3 separate regions of the Mus musculus genome follow, and regions 1 and 2 are each linked to region 3. Evidence: chromatin contacts called from public promoter capture Hi-C data. All regions are on one chromosome and are shown on one strand. Each heading gives the region's core, a stretch centred on a gene start, on an enhancer-like site or on the middle of the called end of the contact. The rest is flanking DNA. Distances are from core to core; before and after follow the strand shown.

Evidence for each region. Capture Hi-C pulls out chosen DNA fragments and counts their contacts.
Region 1: a promoter capture Hi-C map of liver shows a contact between it and region 3. The contact joins the promoter of 4930525G20Rik here to the promoter of Zfp874a in region 3. A contact is called at or near these places in 3 of 39 promoter capture datasets (embryonic stem cells, hippocampal neurons and liver), 3 of 484 Hi-C or Micro-C datasets (cortical neurons and embryonic stem cells), 4 of 115 datasets of contacts at active chromatin or transcription factors (bone marrow-derived macrophages, embryonic stem cells and stem cell-derived neural progenitor cells) and 3 of 9 other capture datasets (adipose tissue, liver and macrophages).
Region 2: a promoter capture Hi-C map of pancreatic islet shows a contact between it and region 3. The contact joins the promoter of Zfp759 here to the promoter of Zfp874a in region 3. A contact is called at or near these places in 7 of 39 promoter capture datasets (the C10 cell line, the HPC-7 cell line, cranial neural crest and 4 more), 1 of 484 Hi-C or Micro-C datasets (CD4 T cells), 1 of 115 datasets of contacts at active chromatin or transcription factors (stem cell-derived neural progenitor cells) and 5 of 9 other capture datasets (adipose tissue, embryonic stem cells, liver and 2 more).

What each region holds. Positions count from the first base shown.
Region 1 is chr13:67,829,339-67,832,396 of GRCm38.p6, reverse strand. 4930525G20Rik (RIKEN cDNA 4930525G20 gene) reads left to right here and starts at 1,412. Exons shown (of 3, transcript NR_045194.1): 1 at 1,412-1,562. It overlaps Gm10037 (predicted gene 10037), which reads right to left and starts at 1,291. Exons shown (of 4, transcript NM_001309374.1): 1 at 1,244-1,291.
Region 2 is chr13:67,126,723-67,129,635 of GRCm38.p6, reverse strand. Zfp759 (zinc finger protein 759) reads right to left here and starts at 1,408. Exons shown (of 4, transcript NM_172392.3): 1 at 1,322-1,408. The coding sequence starts at 1,327.
Region 3 is chr13:67,450,193-67,453,082 of GRCm38.p6, reverse strand. It overlaps Zfp874a (zinc finger protein 874a), which reads left to right and starts at 1,459. Exons shown (of 4, transcript NM_177712.4): 1 at 1,459-1,571. The coding sequence starts at 1,566.

The DNA of each region.
Region 1 (3,058 bases), core at 163-2,662, 380 kb before region 3:
TGTCATCTGGGTTTCTGCATTTGTCCAGAATTCAGCAGCGACACAAAGCACAGTGACAAGGGACAGGAGATGGAGGAGGCAAGGGGTAGAACATTAAAGGAAGAACTCACAGACTAATATCATTCAAGGTTCTGAACATACGGGGAAACCAGCATGCAAAGGACTAATCATACTGAGAATTTAACATAGAACAGAATTCACTGTTCCTTGTCATGTTCCATTTCTGTGTTTTCTCTAATGGGTACTGGTTGATGTTTGTGACATTTCTGAAGTGTGTTTTACACATTTGACAGCATGTATCAGTGTGCTGTAGTTGAGCAGCATGTTTGCTATGCTGTCTAATTATTTCAAAATTTTTTAATTTCTATATTCATGTCTTATTGAATAATGCCCCAGATTGGCCAACGAGAATAGTCATATTATTTTTTTATTTATACATGAAAATATCAGCAGTTTATGTATTAGTGGGGTCCTTTAAAATAATTGTATAGATAAGCTTTGATCATTTTTCTAAGTATTGTTGTGCTCAACTCAAACAGTATGTTATCGGATTCTAAGATGTAGCCCACATGATCCTTATACACATCCAGCATTCAGGGCAACAAGACTGCAAGCTTCTCTCTCTCCCACTGTTCCAGAGCGTCCATTACTCAGGAAGGCCCAGAACCTTGGCTTCCTGACATCAGTAGTCCATGGTAAAAAATATTTGGCCTCCTTCTTCTATAAGTTACAACTCTGTATTTTTAGTTTAAAAATAGCTCAACAATTTCAGTGTGAGATGAGAACATGCTGACACTCTGAGTGTCATGGTGAATAGCTTCAATCCCAAGATGAGGGAGGCAGAGGCAGGAAGATCCCTGTGAGTTCTAGTTCAGCCTGGTCTACAAAGTAAGTTCCATGAGAACCAAGAGAAATTCTGTCTAAAACACAAACACAAAAACAAAAAACAAAAACAAAAAGCAAAACAAAACAACAGGCTGAAATAACCATTGTGGGCCAAGGACACATCCTGTGTTTGGGGATCACTAACATCTCTAGGGCACGAGAGCAGCACGCAGTGTCCAAAGGAAACCATCACCTAGGGCACAATCCTCATCGTCCCGACATGCAACGTCACCTGTCCCAGCCGGTACAGCAAGGCAGGTCCAAGCAGCAGCTTCTGCCCTCCCACCCAGTTCAGTTTCGCTCCCTCTGAGACAGAACCGGGAACAGAGACCCAGGCTATGTTGTTTTCTGAACCAACCTCCACATCACAGACGACAGGAATGTAACGGCCACACAGGACTCTCGCAAAACTTTGGGGAAGACCCCTCTGTTAAGCAAAAACCTAGTGGGGGGTTTACCGGTTAGCTCCCTGTGACGTCACAGTATCCAGACTACATTTCCCAGAAGTCCGTGCGAAGGGATTTCTGTAACCCACCGAAGGTGATTTCTCTGGTTCCAGAATTTGTCCCTGGCAACCCAAGAGAGAGAATAGAAGGAAAGAAGCAGTCTGCAGCACATTCTTGGGGAGTCGGGCTGGTTTTCCCCCCTCCGGATCCACAACAGGAGATAACGTGAATGTGAGTCGAGTCTGTGACAGAAATCTTAGGAGTACAAGTCATTTCTGGGCCATATGTTGTAATTTTAATCTTACTTTAAAAAAGAATCACGCTGACCCTGTTGTGTTTTTAAATAAGGAAGCAATACACTAATGTGGGAAAGAAAATCATCTTAAGATTCATTAATATTTTTTAACTCCCAGCGGCTCTTGATGCCTCTTTGGTTCTCACGCTCACTGAGAATGTCTTGTTGGAGATGGCAGCAAAATTCTCATAAACTTACAAAATATTTGTCCACTCCCATTCCTAGTAGGCTTTCAACTCTGGCACATTTGACATTGTTTTGAATCTCATTATTCATCACGGTCATATCCCATGGTTGAAAATATTGCCAGTATTTTTTCTTTTGGTTTTTCGAGACAGGGTTTCTCTGTATAGCCCTGGCTGTCCTGGAACTCACTTTGTAGACCAGGCTGGCCTCGAACTCAGAAATCCGCCTGCCTCTACCACCCCCACCCCCACCCTCACCCCCCACCCCCCAGTGCTGGGATTAAAGACATGCGCCACCACACATTTTCTCTCCTCACTCACTCATGAGATCCTTGGGTGTTTGCTAAGTGTGCTGTTACCTTAAAGGAACCCCATGCAAGGTGAGTAGATTGGACTTAGTGCTGCTTTTTAGTGCTCACATCCTGAGGTAAGGGAGGCAGGACTTGTCCACCTGTGGTGACTGCAGGAGCCTCCTGAGCAATAGCTGCAGCCTTGGCAGGAGTGGGGCTTCTGGTCTGCACTTCTTTATCTTTCTGAGACCTCAGCCATCAGGAAAGCTAACCAGCCATGGAGGCCAGGAACCAACCTCACTAGGTCCAGGGGTTTGGAGCCATGATTTCTGTGCCAGAGGGTGCCTTACCTGTTTGTTTCTCAAGTTAAGAGAAGCTTTACTGGTTCCTAATGCCTGTTGTCTCTGCTAGAACTCAAAGCCTGCTTCCTCTGAGATAGCACTCCCTCTGTCTCTGAGATTCCTTTGCCTTATGCCTGTGGTCTGCTTTTGTTTCTGCCCCAACGTGCCTAGATTTGGGAGGTGACCTATCCCCCACAGATATCGTAACTACTGGCTATGAATGAAACTATACCCCTGCATTCTCAATTGTTAAGCTCTGCTGGCAGCATCTAGCATTGGCTGGATATAAGGTACTGTCCTTACTATCACCCACAAAACCTGCCTTGTACATGTAAATATTTGTCACTTCCTGCGCAAAAGGAGTATTCTCTGAGATTGTCATGTTAATGAGCAAGTTGCCCCAGGGAGGTCCTGGAGTTTTCATTGACTTTATCCAGAAAGTAACTTTAACTTATGGACAGGGCAGTCCTGCTGCTAATTGGGGCAGAGGGATGGAAGCAGAATGGAGCAGGGCAAGGAGGCCAGGTAGAGCCATAAAAATGAGGGACTGCCCCATGCAACAGCCTTACACTATATGGATGTCTCTGTGTCTTTATTATTGAACCCCGTGTGGGGT
Region 2 (2,913 bases), core at 159-2,658, 320 kb after region 3:
TCAAGGTACATATACATACCTCTATCAGACTTACACCAATGTATTTTAAGCTTTCTTAGGTTAATGACATTCTTTGTTCTGTAAAACCATGAAATAGATTTCATGTTGGAGCATGGAATTTGGATTAATTAAACCTGTGTTCTCAGATCATGGCTACAAAAATGGCTCTGGACTAAACTATTCTCTTAACTCTTCAAAAGGACAACTATGCATTTTGCATGAACAGGAACCTACTATATGCAAATCATAAGTTCCCAAGTATGCCACAGGTTTTGAAATTTATCTTGCAGCCTTTCTAATACAGTTGAAAAATTTGAAGACTTCTTCCTAAAACTATTAAGGGTGCATCAGTAAACCTGAAAGTCACATTGAGGGACAGGGAAAATTTAAGAGAGTTCGAACACTGCCAATAATAGGAACATACATAAGAAAATCACATGATGAGACAATATCCAGATCCTGCCAGATTAAAGAGAACAATGTACAGAGCCTGGCAGATGAGCAGAGATATTTCCTCCTTCCCTTTCAGACTTTCCAGCTCCTCCCAGCGATCTTTCTCTCATCACACCAAGTCATCTATCTCTCACATCTGAAAAGAAGTCCAAATACTGGACAGAACACATACTCAGAACACAAACATACTCAGAACCGTTGAGGTATTACTGTCTAGTCATTTTTAATCTGTGTAAAATCCATAATTACATAGATTGTGCAAACACGGGATGTTACCAATTACAAGATTATTCTGTGGCTATACAGCCATGTATTGTGAGGAATCATGTCACTGAGATGTCTATTAGAAATTCCCACTCTAACCAAGGCATCCATAAATCTAACAATTCATTCCAAAGGAAAAGTAATTAACACCCCACACAACAATCACCGTCACAGGACTCTCTGTCCCTGGACACTAGGAACTTTAGAAAGCTGTGTGAACTCAAACAAGGAGTAGTCTCCAGGACATGACGTATAGGGGGCGGTAGATGTCCCCGTGTTCTGTATGTCCAGAGAATCTGACTACAGCCAGTGAGAATGGGTCAACTAGGCCGAGCACGTTTCCCTTTAAACATGCTTGAGCTCTGGTCAGCATCGCAGGCACAGGCAGTGTGCAGACCCTGCCTGCCCTTGCCATCCTGTAGTTTCTAACGTTCTCCTCATCAAACCTGTGCCCAGGGACAGTGACCCAGCCTAGGTCAGCACAGCATCTCCAGGTCAGCAGCTTCCTGTCTCACAACAAGCCCAAGCCGGCACTCTCCGTGCCCTACCCGCCACCCTGCACAGTCCCTCATATCTGCAAGATGGTGCTGTTCCCTGCACCAACCTCCATGTCAGAAATCCAAATGCAGCGCTCAACAGGACAACTGCACAAATTTGAGAAGCGACCTTTGACGAAAGAATATGGAAATTTGATGCTGACAGCACTTTCTGATGCCGTCACAGGGGCCGGGACTACATTTCCCACAAATCAATTGGAAGGACTTCCGGGAACCCACTGAAGAGGTTTTGTACACTGCCTGGATTACAGTCCACTGAGAGCAGGTGCACATGGACATGCACAGGGAATTTGGGCTCTTTTACAGTCCTTGGTCACGGCACGAAATGTTTGCCTGTGAGCTGAACCTTTCACATTAATCCCGCCTATCAGGTTTCCATGTTATCTCTGATAAAACATTTTGATTTAAAAACTCCGACCTACTATAGAATCTTATTAACAAATGGAAAATTCATGCTTTCATGATCTGCTTTATTTAAGAATGTGGAAGCAGGAAGTTAATGTAGGAGTGAGCATTATCTCTTTACGATTCTATTGAAACCATCCTAGTCGCTTAAGATAGAAGAATTAGAAATCAAAGCTAGTCACCAGCAGATGTTTTCTGAGCACTCCACTGGTTTTTCTCTTCTGTATGTCTCCCAAGGGGCGGGACAGAGTTACTGGGATCACAATGATGTGTGTACTAACTCTTTTTTTTCGAGGCAGGGTTTCTCTGTATAGGGTTTCTCTGGCTGTCCTGGAACTCACTCTGTAGACCAGGCTGGCCTCGAAATCAGAAATCTGCCTGCCTCTGCCTCCGGAGAGCTGGGATTAAAGGTGTGCGCCACCACGCCCGGCGTGTGTACTAACTCTTAATCCACTGTGCACTATAGGATTTCCCCCTGCCTTAGGTTTGATGTTCCTTATTGATTTTTCTGTCTCTGCACTGATCCTGTCATCGGTCATATTTGACAATATTTGAACATTAGTGTTATCTGTCTTGAATTTCCCTCACTTCTCCTAAACAGAACACTGAGATATTTTCTTCTTGAATACAAAGATATCAGAAATATTCATAATACTGTCTAATGAGATCACTGTATTAAAGGAGTTACACTGGAAACATAGAGTATTGAGAATTCATGTCTCTTCTTGGGAAGGTTTATTCTTGTGCAGTTCATGGTTGAGTCAAAGTTACAAACCCTGTTACAGAAAAGACTTCCTACTTCCCTGAATCCTAATGATTCAAAAAGAAGCTGTTTCAAAGAAGATACTGTGCCGAGTCCATATTTAATTCTTCTTTTCCAGTGAGTATGTTTATCCAGGAATGCAGAACGGCTTCCTCAAATTAGAAAAATTAGAGTCAAGGAACAATACATGTACCTGTACTTGATTGGCAAGTGTCATGACTGGTCTGTCCTCCTCCTGAATGCTGCAGTGAAGGGCATTGACAGAAACCACAAAAGTTAGTATTTCTGAGCATAGCTAGTTTTCCAATATATGTTATGTGTTGAGATCTGGTCTGTTGCTATGTATTGTAATGCTAAATTCTGTATCCAAGATCTAGTACTACAGCTGACTTCTCATATTTACATGGTTCTGTGGCACAAACCTTCATCCTTGATTTAAAACTATGGGATAAATCAAATTGGCTACAGCCA
Region 3 (2,890 bases), core at 210-2,709:
AACTAGGGCTTGCTGTCTGTCATGGGGTAGCTGTGCTTTGGAGGTGTCACATTGGCCTGGTTCGTGTTGATTGTGTTGTTTCGAGGGCCTTTAGCCATCTAGATGCTTTTGCTCCATGGATGTTCTCATTGTAGCCGGATTGAGAGGAAGGTGAACCTGGATGGTCCTGGTGTGGCAGGCCTCTGATGGGCTGCCTTGGGCTGTATGGTTGCGAACCTGTGGTTCTGTATGCTTCAGGAGTCTCAGGTTTGATGAAGGTGGGCAGATATGTGGCAGGAGAATGGAGGACCTCTCGGATGGCGGGCTGCTCCAGCAGCTTGGCTTGCCCCAGAGGACTCAGATAGCAGGGAAGAAGGGTTGGGGAAGGGAACCTTACCTGTGGTTCAGGAGTCTGATGGAGGTGAAGGAGAGGTGGCAGGAGAGTGGAGGTTCCCTGGGTAGTAGGCTGCTCAGAGCAGCTTGGTTTGGCCCAGAAGGGATTCTGTTATTTCCAAGGAAAACTGCCAATATAACATACTATTTCCCTCTCTCCTCCTCCTTTTTTTTTGGGACAGTCCCAGTACAGGCCTCTGGCTCTCCTAGAACTAGAGTTTCTCCTGTCTCTGCCTCCCAAGTGATTGAAGGCATATCCATAACATCTGGCAAGTTCCTTTTGTCTATTTTTCTATTTTTTTTTTGCAAGCTTAAGTAACATTTTATAATATGTAGAATGAAGATTAAAATAAACATATTGATGAGCAACAACTTGTAAACTTAACAAACAAAACATGGAAAGGCTTGATTCACAAATATCTTCTGTGATGAATCTGGATATTTCTGGTTTTGTTGTTCTTTGTTTTGTTTTGAGACAGGGTTTCACTGTGTAGCCCTGGCAGGCCAGGGACTCACTGTAAACAAGGCAGCCTGGAACTCAGAGGTGCCTGAATTTGCTTGCAGTGAGCTGGGATTAAAGACACCGCAGGCTGTGAATCTTGAATGTCAAAAGCAGCCTGAGTCCCTGCTTTTGCTCTTTGTCCTCTGTGAGGAAACTTTATTGTGTGCCGGGCACCCGCTCTTAAATTACTAAAAGATAAGTTCCTGGCAACTTCCCTCCTCCAGAAAATTGTAAAACTCTTTTGAAATGATTAACGCATGGTCTGGTTTCTGCAAACTAGCTTATTGCCACTTAACTGGCAGTGAGGTGGTTCCTCAAATAGCTGTAAACTCCACGGAAATTAAGGAATTAAGAACTTTACAGTGAAAATCCGGAAAAGCGGCACCTTACATAAACATTCGGCTCGTTAGAACTGGACACAGTTCATGGTCTCCTTGTTTCCTAAGTAGGTGACACTACATTGCAGACACACATCAATGTAGAAATCCAGGACCTTTAAATAATACAACTCACTCTCCTAGGACTCCTGCAACGCCATCGCACAGACTTGTGGGAAATGTAGTCTGCAGCACGGTGACGTCACAGGTCTGCACTTTTAGTAAACAGTTCATCTTTTAGTAAGCATGTGCGGCTCTTATCCAAAGCTGGGCCAGACTCTGGTCCTGCTGTGCTCTCCCGTTGGATCTCTGACATGGAGGTTGGTCCAGGGTTCAGTCATCCCAGGGTCTGTGCGGGGTGCATAGTTCCGGAAGGAACAGGGACCGGATGGAATGGGAGCTGGGAAGAGCTGATTTGGAGGAGCTTTCTGGACAGGGCTGGTGAGAGGGCGCTGCGGGGGTTGGTGGGACTGACCCCTGCGTTAGACTGACAGAAATCAAGGAATGGAGAAGCTTGTAAGTTCAAGGATTGCCTGGGCAGTGTTGGCTGGGTGAAGGTCTTTGCCTGGGCATGGTGATTCTGGGCGTACACTTTCCAGCTTTCTGGTGGAAGCATTAGCTGGGTCACTCTCACGTGGATATTACTGGATCTGTCAGTAAGTTTAGTTAAGAGGAGATCTGGTCCTTTCTGTACTTTATGGCTGTCTGTCACGGAGTTCAAGACCACTGAAAAAAACTCCGAACAAAACTAGGAATTATGAGATAAAACCAGCCGGGCGGTGCTGGCGCACGCCTTTAATCCCAGAACTTGGGAAGCAGAGGCAGGCGGATTTCTGAGTTCGTGGCCAGCCTGATCTACAAAGTGAGTTCCAGGACGGCCAGGGCTACACAGAAAAACCCTGTCTCGAAAAACAAAACACAAAAACACACAGAGAAAGAGAGAGAGAGAGAGGGAGAGGGGGAGGGGGAGGGGGAGAGGGAGAGGAGAGAAGAGAGGAGAGAGAACCAAACAAAAAACAACCCAAACTGCTTTATTTAGAGCCACAATCTCCTTTGCCAGTTTGAGAACTGCTGCAAAAGGGAAGATAGGGGTTGGAATTTTTAAAGGCACACACCACAAGTATCTCAACTCTGGGGATTTTCTGCTATGTGGGTTTTTTTTTTTTTCTTTTTTTGGTTTTTTGTTTGCTGTTTGTTTTTGTTGCTGTGTTGTACAACAGCTTAGTTGGAAATGGAGCTAGCTTTTAACTATCACACATGCAATAACTCTTGTCTTGCTTTGAGGTGACAGAAATTGCTAGGTTCCAGGGTCAGAGTTTTGCGTACTGGAGATTGAGGTGTGTGATGTTTCCTCCACTTACCTGGAAATGAATTGTGAATTTACAGATGGTTCACTTGGATTAGGAATCTCTCGTGGAAAGTGTTTAATTCCTCACTTGAAATGACACAGATGTTTTCTGAAAGGATATTGAGCTGTTTCTCAGTGGAGGATGAACTAAAATCTCCCTAAGTAAAACAAGAGATAAAACTTTTGCCTCAGAGGTTGTAAGCCTGAGATCGAAAAACCTGTCACAAGGTGTTAACAAAGGACACCAGAGGTGCCCTCGTGTTAACACTGCACACACGCTGCCTGTTTCAG